Regions from separate parts of the Mus musculus genome. Here region 1 is linked to region 2. A link is a contact called in public Hi-C data. All regions are on one chromosome and are shown on one strand. The core of a region is the stretch at or near the end of the contact, and the rest is flanking DNA. Distances in the headings are between cores, read along the strand shown. Region 1 holds the start of Tox3 (TOX high mobility group box family member 3). Region 2 overlaps Tox3 (TOX high mobility group box family member 3).

Region 1 (3,888 bases), core at 273-2,772, 46 kb before region 2:
CAGGAGAGGGGACCAAAGCCTCTTCAGGAGGGGGGAATTAAGAGTCAACCCAGTGACAATGTGGGGAGTTGTTCCTTCTCTGAATACACAGGGCTCTCTTAGGCAGTCCCCTGACAAGTTTCTGCTAAGAACACACACACACACACACACACACACACACACACACACACACACACACACACACACACACACATTTCCACCTAATTGAAGTTTATTTTTCTTGCTTGGTTCCTGAAGTATAGTATTGAGTGAAGGAAGGTACACATAGGTGTTGCAAGCTGGAGAACACTTAGAAATCCGTGCATGTCTGGAAAAGTTCAGGTCCCAGACCAGCGAAGTGATCCAGGCCCCACACCTTTAGAGACTGTCAGTTGAAATAGTTTAACATCTTTCCCTTCTAGTTCAAAGTAGTTCGCAGATAACTGAACCGAGAAAGGGAGATCTCACAGCTCAGCCAACATTTTCTAGCGCCAAGGCTGAAGGCCAAACTTTCAAATTAACTCAGAGCAATAAAGCCAAGGGTGGTGGTGATGGTGGGGGTATGGGGGCGGAGGGTGGGGGGAGAGAAATGTAGATTAAAAGAAAGAGAAAGAAATAAGAGGGTGGGTGGGTGCAGCGTGGGGAAGTTAATCACCCAGAACCTTTTAGGAAAAGAGGGACATTTTCTCTAGGAGAGCAGCGAGTGATCCGCCTAGATCCAGTTACTCAAATGCCTTTCGAAAACAAACAAGAGTAAAGAAAATACAAAGAGACCGGACTTGAGGCTTAACCTGGGAAGCTTCAAGTCTGCTTACTTGTGAAAGGTCAGGCCCTAACACCCCTCTGGTAAAGACCACAGGTGTACATGGGGTTCCGGCTCCTGGCTCAGGAGCCACCTGCACAGGTTAGTTTCTGGGCTGAGTCTATACCGGGGATATCCAAGTAGAAGAGTAAGTAGGGTAGAGGGATTGGGAAACAGGTCCCCCACCAGCAAGAACTGGGACGAGGTGGTAGGGGCAGAAGAGAGGGCTGGGTGAGAAGTGGACGGTTTTGGGATGCTGGGGCCAAGGGAAGCGAGGGTCGCACGGGAGAAGAGTGGGACTCGAGGAGGGACGGTGCTGGCAGCAGCGGGGAGGCCGAGGGAGGCCCGGGAGCGGGGAGAGCGGTGAGGCCGCGGGGACAAAGAGGACCGGGGAGGGAAGGGGTGGGACGGTGAGAGGCCGGGAGAGGAGCGCGCGGTGGCCGGGGCTGCACGGGGCGCGGGGCGGGGCGCGAGCCCGGAGGCGGTCGGCGGCGGAGCGCACCGGCGGGGCGGGCGGCGCGCCAGCTGCCCGCGGTGGGAGGGGCGGAGCGGCAGCGGCGCGGGGAGGGGACCGGCGGCGGCAGGAGGGGGAGCGGCAGGGGAGGGGCCGGGCCCCTTGTCTCCGCGGCTCCTCGGCTCAGTCCGCCCGGGGAGGAGGAGCGGGGCCAGCCGCCGCCGCTGCCGCCGCCGCCGTCCCAGCTTCGCCGCGCACCTGAGCTCGCCGGCCGTCCCGGGCCCACGCGCTGCGCCCCGCGCCCCGGGCGCCCGGCCCGCGCGCAGCCAGCTTCGGTGTCCCGGTGGGGCGCGTCCCTCGGGCCGCCTCCCGCTCTCCCGCGGCTCGCGTGGCCGCGCCTTTGTGTGCTGCAGCCGCAGCTCCCGGGCTCGTCGGCGGCCCCCGCGCGACGCCCCTACAGTCCCACGGCCCGTGCGCTGTCCCCGGGCGCCCCCGGCCGGGCGTCCTCGACGGTGGATCGTACGGCCGCGAGGAGGCGGGTAGCGGCCCCGGCGAGTTCCAGCCCCGGCCCCCAGCCCCCGGCCCCGGCATGGATGTGAGGTTCTACCCCGCGGCGGCCGGGGACCCAGCCGGCCTGGACTTCGCGCAGTGCCTGGGGTACTACGGCTACAGCAAGGTGACCGGGCCGGGGGCGGGGGCCACCTCTCCATCCCGGGCGCGTCCCTCGTCCCGCCTAGCCTGCTGCACTTTCTTTCTGATCTTTCCTTCCCACCCGCTGGCTTCTCGGTGCGCCTTAGTCTCCGACCAACTCTTTTCGTCTTCTCTTTACGTGCCCTTTCTACCCACCTTTTTGTCCCTCTGCTGGCGCTCCCTCTGCCCTCCTGGTCCCCTCCCCCGCTCCCCCTAAAAGCTGTGTGAAGCGCAGTCCCGGGACTGAGCCGAGACTGGCGTGTGATTCTTTGTTGATGTTATTAGTAAACTCGATTGCAACACCCCTACTATGTGTGCATGGGGGTGGGGGGACACGCTACGTAGGGGGTCCCCGATCTCGTGGGCCAGAGATTCCATACCTTCGCAGCCCATCTCACCTCACCCACCCAGTCAGGAGCTGGTCCCCGGGAGCTTGGAGAAGATGAACAAACTTTATAGAGTGTGGCTGGGTCTGGGGTCTGGATCTGGGAAGCCTGAAGTTGCAGGATCCCAGCAGGTGCCTCTTACTTCCCCTGCTCTAGGGCGCTTTGGTCTACTAGACCAAGATGCTCGCCTCTTCCGAGTTAAGGCAGTGGGCTTTCGTATTTTATTTTATTTTGCGGAGGAGGGCGGGTTAAGTTTTTTTTCTTTCATGGAGATCAGAGTTGCAGCTCCACATCATGCCTCAGGGTCACCCCATCTTCCTCACCTCTTGCCGCACAAACTTACAGGAGTAAGCGATTCAGGTGGTCATAGGTGGACCTTGGACGCAGTCAGTGGGCTTCCCGGATCCGGTTGTCTACCTTGCCTACTGCTCCCACCACAGAGCTTTGCGACATAACCCTGAGGGCGATATTCAGAGAAAGAGTCCTGCGCCTTTTGATTGTGTGTGTGTGTGTTGTGTGTGTGTGTGTGTGTGTGTGTGTGTTTCCCCTTCCCCCTGCTCCTCCCTCCTCTCCGACTTTTCTTTCAAATCCTAGTTTGTTTATGATTGCTTGGATAACGGAGGAGGAAATACAGAGGCAGCCAAAAGAAAGGTGCAATACAAAACTAATGAATAAATAACAGGAAGAGGAGGGATTGTATCTAGCGCCGGGATAGTTGACTGTGCCCCTGGCTGATGGAGGTCTGTTCTTCATTGTTTATTCTCTTTTCCCAACTCCAGTGCTAAAGTTTGCAAAGACCACTGCAGTCTCACTGCCTCACTTCCCTGTCGTGGTGGGCAGCCCTGGGCCAGGCACCCAGGACCCTTCCAGTAACTCTAGGATGGAGGGGTGTTTTTAGTCCAGTGGTGATAGTGACCATTCACACTCTTCCAAAGCTGGGAGGAATGCCTTAAGCATCGAAAGGAAGGCTAGCAAAGGCCGAAGGCTGTATGTAGCCCGAGTAAAGGATCGGTTTCTGTCGTCTGATTTTGGATTTACTCAGGTTATTAAATGCTTTAAAAAGTCCCCCATGTATGCTCAGTCAGGGACTTAGGCAGCCTAATTAAGTATGTAGTGTTTCTGAGAATCCGCCTAATTGTTCCAGTGGGGTATTACTTATCTCCTCAGAGCTGAGCCTGTGTACGCAGCCCTTCTGTAAACTGGGCATGCTCTTATTTTTGGAAACCATTACCTTGTCTAATGTAACTACTTCTTTCTCTGATTTAAGATCCGCAACACTCGAATGGCATCCAAATAGAAACCTATTGTATTAAGCCAGCCTCTGCCATGCATGGCAAATCTCTGTTCACTGGGATCCCAAGGGTTTCAAGGGTCTGAGGAAATTGTGAGTGGTGTGTGTGTGTGTGTGTGTGTGTGTGTGTGTGTGTGTGTGTGTGTGTGTGTGTATCTCCTTTCATTTTCTGAGAAGGTTTATTTTTGAGTCAATTTAAACTCAGAAACTTATTTCAGGGAAGGTCTATAAAGCTTGAAACCAGACAGTGTTTGTCTAGATGCCCGGTCAACTTTGGCAGTGGGGA
Region 2 (3,666 bases), core at 868-3,367:
ACTCTTTCTACTGTTAGCTCACTTATGGTTTTGCTTTGAAATCAGTAAACCTTGTGTTTTTGCCACACTTCCACAAAGTTTTACTTAACATTGTGTGTACCTGGAAACTTGTCTTGAAGGGATGTCTCTCCAGGAATACGCAAGGTCTGCATCTCGCAGGTCATTTAAAAGTAAATGCCGCCTGGCTTCGTGCGAGCAGCTGTGTGAATCGCCGGGACTCTGGTGTGGAACACCTAATTCCCTTCTGTTGCTTACTGGCTTTCTAATTTTACCCCTGTGATCATAGTTGTAAAACCTAATTTCCAAAGGGTCTTGTGAATCCTATTAGTAGCTCTGTGTTATAATAGCAATTTTATATTGCATTGGTATTCATTTTCACTATTATGGAATAATCAAATCAGCACCTCTCTTATTCTGCCGTCGAAATAGAAAATAATGGGGCTGTAATGTAGAACTGCTAATGTGATGGAGCTCGCTCATTGTGTTAGGGGAAGAATGTCCTCCTTTCTTGTTCCAGCTCACTTGAAACTGTGATTGAGGAAGGAAATGGAAGGCATTTCTACATCTGTGATAAGGCCCTGCGAACATCCTTCGTTTGAATACGTAATTGTCTTTTGATGGCTCTGGGTACTCATAGGCACACCTGGAGGACATTCCCTGCCATGGTGGCCAATGAGCTGGCAACAGGGTTGCTGTGTGGACCGGTTTTTGTGCTGTGGTTTCTCTTTTAATCATGAGGAACATTTGATGTCTCTTTGCTTGCGGAGGAATTATGCCCTCTACCTTGCTCATCAAGGCCTTCATCTACTTTGTTTTGTTGTTGGTGGGTTCCCCCCCCCCTTCTCTCTTTTTAAAATCATGAAGAACATATTTAGGCTACATCATTAGAGACTTCCTCCATCCCTGCAGGTCTGAGTTGACAGGGATGTTGGGAGGCAGGTCAAGTGACTGCCTAATGAAGATGAATGAAGAAAATTGCGGGGACCAGGATCATGCTGGGGCTCCCAGCTCAGGTTGTTGGAAGTGTGATGGAATCTCATCGCTTCATTTATCAGTGTCATATTTGGGCTAAAAGTGAGCGGTATTGTTCTCATCTCTCCCAGATGGATAGGTCAACTTTAATATTTATTGCTCATGTAGAACATTTGTTTGATGTATTTCCATTAGCTAGGCAATAATAGAAAAGCAGTGGAGAGAGACAGGAAACAGTTCCCTTCCTATTTAGTTGAAATACAGCACACGCTAGTGTGTAACTACGGCCCGAAGTGCCCTGGATTCCCGCCCCCCTTCGGCTGATGACGTGATTGTATATATTAAAGAGTCCCATGGAAATAAAGGGAGCAGCATGAATATAATACCCATTGAGAGCAGCTGGCGGCGTATAAATTGTGTTGTCTTTTGAATTTCACGATTTGGTCATGTAATTGGCGAGTTTTTCTTGGCTGTATATTCAATTCTTGGTCTAATATCGTATTTTAGAATGGGAGTAATGCGTAGTGGATTGCTTCATCCTCTGGGCTCTATGGTGAATCTCAAGAAAGCTAAAATTTTCTAGAGAGAGAACAATTTGTTTTCAGTAGTGGAATCATGTTGATTATTTTCTTTGTATATTTGTGGGAAGGAATATCTTGTTACCAAAACCCATATGTTTAGAATATATGAAAGGTAAGACCCTAAGTATTGAAAACGGTGGCCTCTGTGAGAGCAGCTAGCTCCCCATTTATCAGCCGATGTTCACATTTTGCAGTAATCTGAATGTTGGAGTATTATTTTCTACCCTGGAACAAACCTAGCTCTTTGTGAGGTAGGTGTTGTCTTAAGCGCAACGCAAACATCTTAGCCATATGTTTCTATAATTTAAATTAATTTGGTACAGTCATACTGTTAATCTTCAGCGACTTGTTGATTGGCATTTTGCAGACATATTTCTGGAAGGCTCCCAGTGCCGTTTTTCTGCAGCCTTTCTGGCAGTAGCAAGGAGCAACATTTCCACAAATTGGAATCTTGTACAGCACTGGGAAGCGAGCCAAGATTTAAATTAGACAATAACCTCTGCTCTGTATATAGCTCCCATTCTTCAGCTGTAGGCAGAGTGATTTGTTTAATACAGTCAGCCCTGTACCATATAATAGACTGATGTATGAGTCACTCCTTGGCAATGTGTGTTGCTTAAATTTATATAGATTGAACAACTGGTTGGTAATGTACTTAGTTACAGTGCTACAAACAATAACTATTAGGAGAACTGAAACTGCCTCTGCAAGGGCCATGCTGGGGAGGTGTTTGGGAGGATCCTGAAGGGCTGTGATTTTTAGAATGATTCTCCTTTTGAGGCTAAGAGACTTCTACTTCATAAACACGAGTGTGCTGCTTTTATTTATTTATTTTTTTAAAAAGCAAAGCAGCCATAAAAGTTTTATGTTATAGTTTTCTGTTTCTCATTTTCTATTTGTTGAAAATTGAATTGGGAGAACCTAATTTGCTTCAAAAATTAAACTAAACATCAGCCTGCTTTTGGGGCAAGACCATTTGGTTGTGGTTTTGCATGTGTGCCTGTGAGTGTTTAAACATTAGCTGTTTCTTTTAAAGGAATATCCGTGTAGATGTGTATTTAACCATGTTTTCCAGGTTGGGCCGTGTCCCTGGCCTTAGCTGTTCACATGCTGAAAGAGACCTTTCTGAACAAAGATCTTTTCTTTAGAGAAGAGCTTGTGTTCCAAGTTCAGTTCATGTTTATTTAAAAGATTAAAATCATTAGACCAGATCTCACTCTTTTTTTTTTTTGCCTTCTTTGGGGTCCAAAAGAAAATTGATTTTGCGTTCCGTGAGAGTGGGGTCTGAAAGAGTATATTCAGGGATACACAAACAGAGGCGATGTAGAAATCTCTGTGTGCAGCTGAACAAAGCAATTCTGTTTTTACCACTGAGCATTTGCTGAGTCTGGGTGTGAAATGTTCTGAACAGAATTGTCACCTGTCTTATGAAAGCACTTCTTTTTTAAGGCAAAGGATCATTATAATCTGAAATATTTTAATGCTTTTGTTGTCGTTGTTGTTTTGGCTTTTGGGGGGGATTTCTTTTTTTTTTTTTTTTTTTTACCTCTGCCAACTGGAGCATTTATAAAATAACATATTCTGTAAATATTGAACAATACAAAGACATCTTTCATAACAGTTTATAGTATGCTGCCTGTGCTCGGTGGGAGCCAGGCAGTAGTTAGTGGCAAATGATATGCCAATCAAAAATTATTATTACGAGTGTAACCTGCTGTAATGCTGTGTCTTATCTGGAAGTGTCAACTTGATAGAAGCCAACTCTTTGTCTTTTAGAGTTAAGCTCTTGTTTGCCCTCAGTTAATTCTGTCTCCCAAAGGCTCATTTGAATTGCATGAAGGATAATCTGCTTGACAGTTTTATACATTTAAACAATCTTGATTATATGGTATTTTACATGTTTTTAAAGCTCCCAGTTACAATTTTATGTAGGCTTTTAAAGAAGTCTTTAGTCTGAAAAGGAATGAGCGAAATCGATAGGTAGAATCTGATCCACCTGAGCATCATTCAGTGGAACTGGATAGGGGCTCTTCTCCGGGGTGCTGTTGTGTGAACATTGATGAGGGGTGGCAGCATGCTCAGAATCGCTTCTACTAAAACGTTAATGAATAAA

The links. Hi-C and Micro-C count contacts between places; a contact is called where the count stands out from the background.
Region 1: a Hi-C map of forebrain shows a contact between it and region 2, with 2.3 times the contacts expected there. The contact joins the promoter of Tox3 here to the enhancer-like site in region 2. A contact is called at or near these places in 4 of 484 Hi-C or Micro-C datasets (the G1E-ER4 cell line, cerebral cortex, forebrain and 1 more), 2 of 115 datasets of contacts at active chromatin or transcription factors (both in embryonic stem cells) and 2 of 9 other capture datasets (adipose tissue and liver).

What each region holds. Positions count from the first base shown.
Region 1 is chr8:90,345,886-90,349,773 of GRCm38.p6, reverse strand. It overlaps Tox3 (TOX high mobility group box family member 3), which reads left to right and starts at 1,522. Exons shown (of 7, transcript NM_172913.3): 1 at 1,522-1,911. The coding sequence starts at 1,825.
Region 2 is chr8:90,300,797-90,304,462 of GRCm38.p6, reverse strand. The region is part of intron 1 of Tox3 (TOX high mobility group box family member 3); the gene reads left to right. Among named protein-coding and RNA genes, the nearest start is that of Tox3, 46 kb to the left of the region's middle. Within about 2 kb of position 2,117, at least 67 of the 459 cell types and tissues checked have an H3K27ac peak or open chromatin away from gene starts, as enhancers often do. A contact at or near this core is called in cerebral cortex, forebrain and palatal mesenchyme, where this site is marked.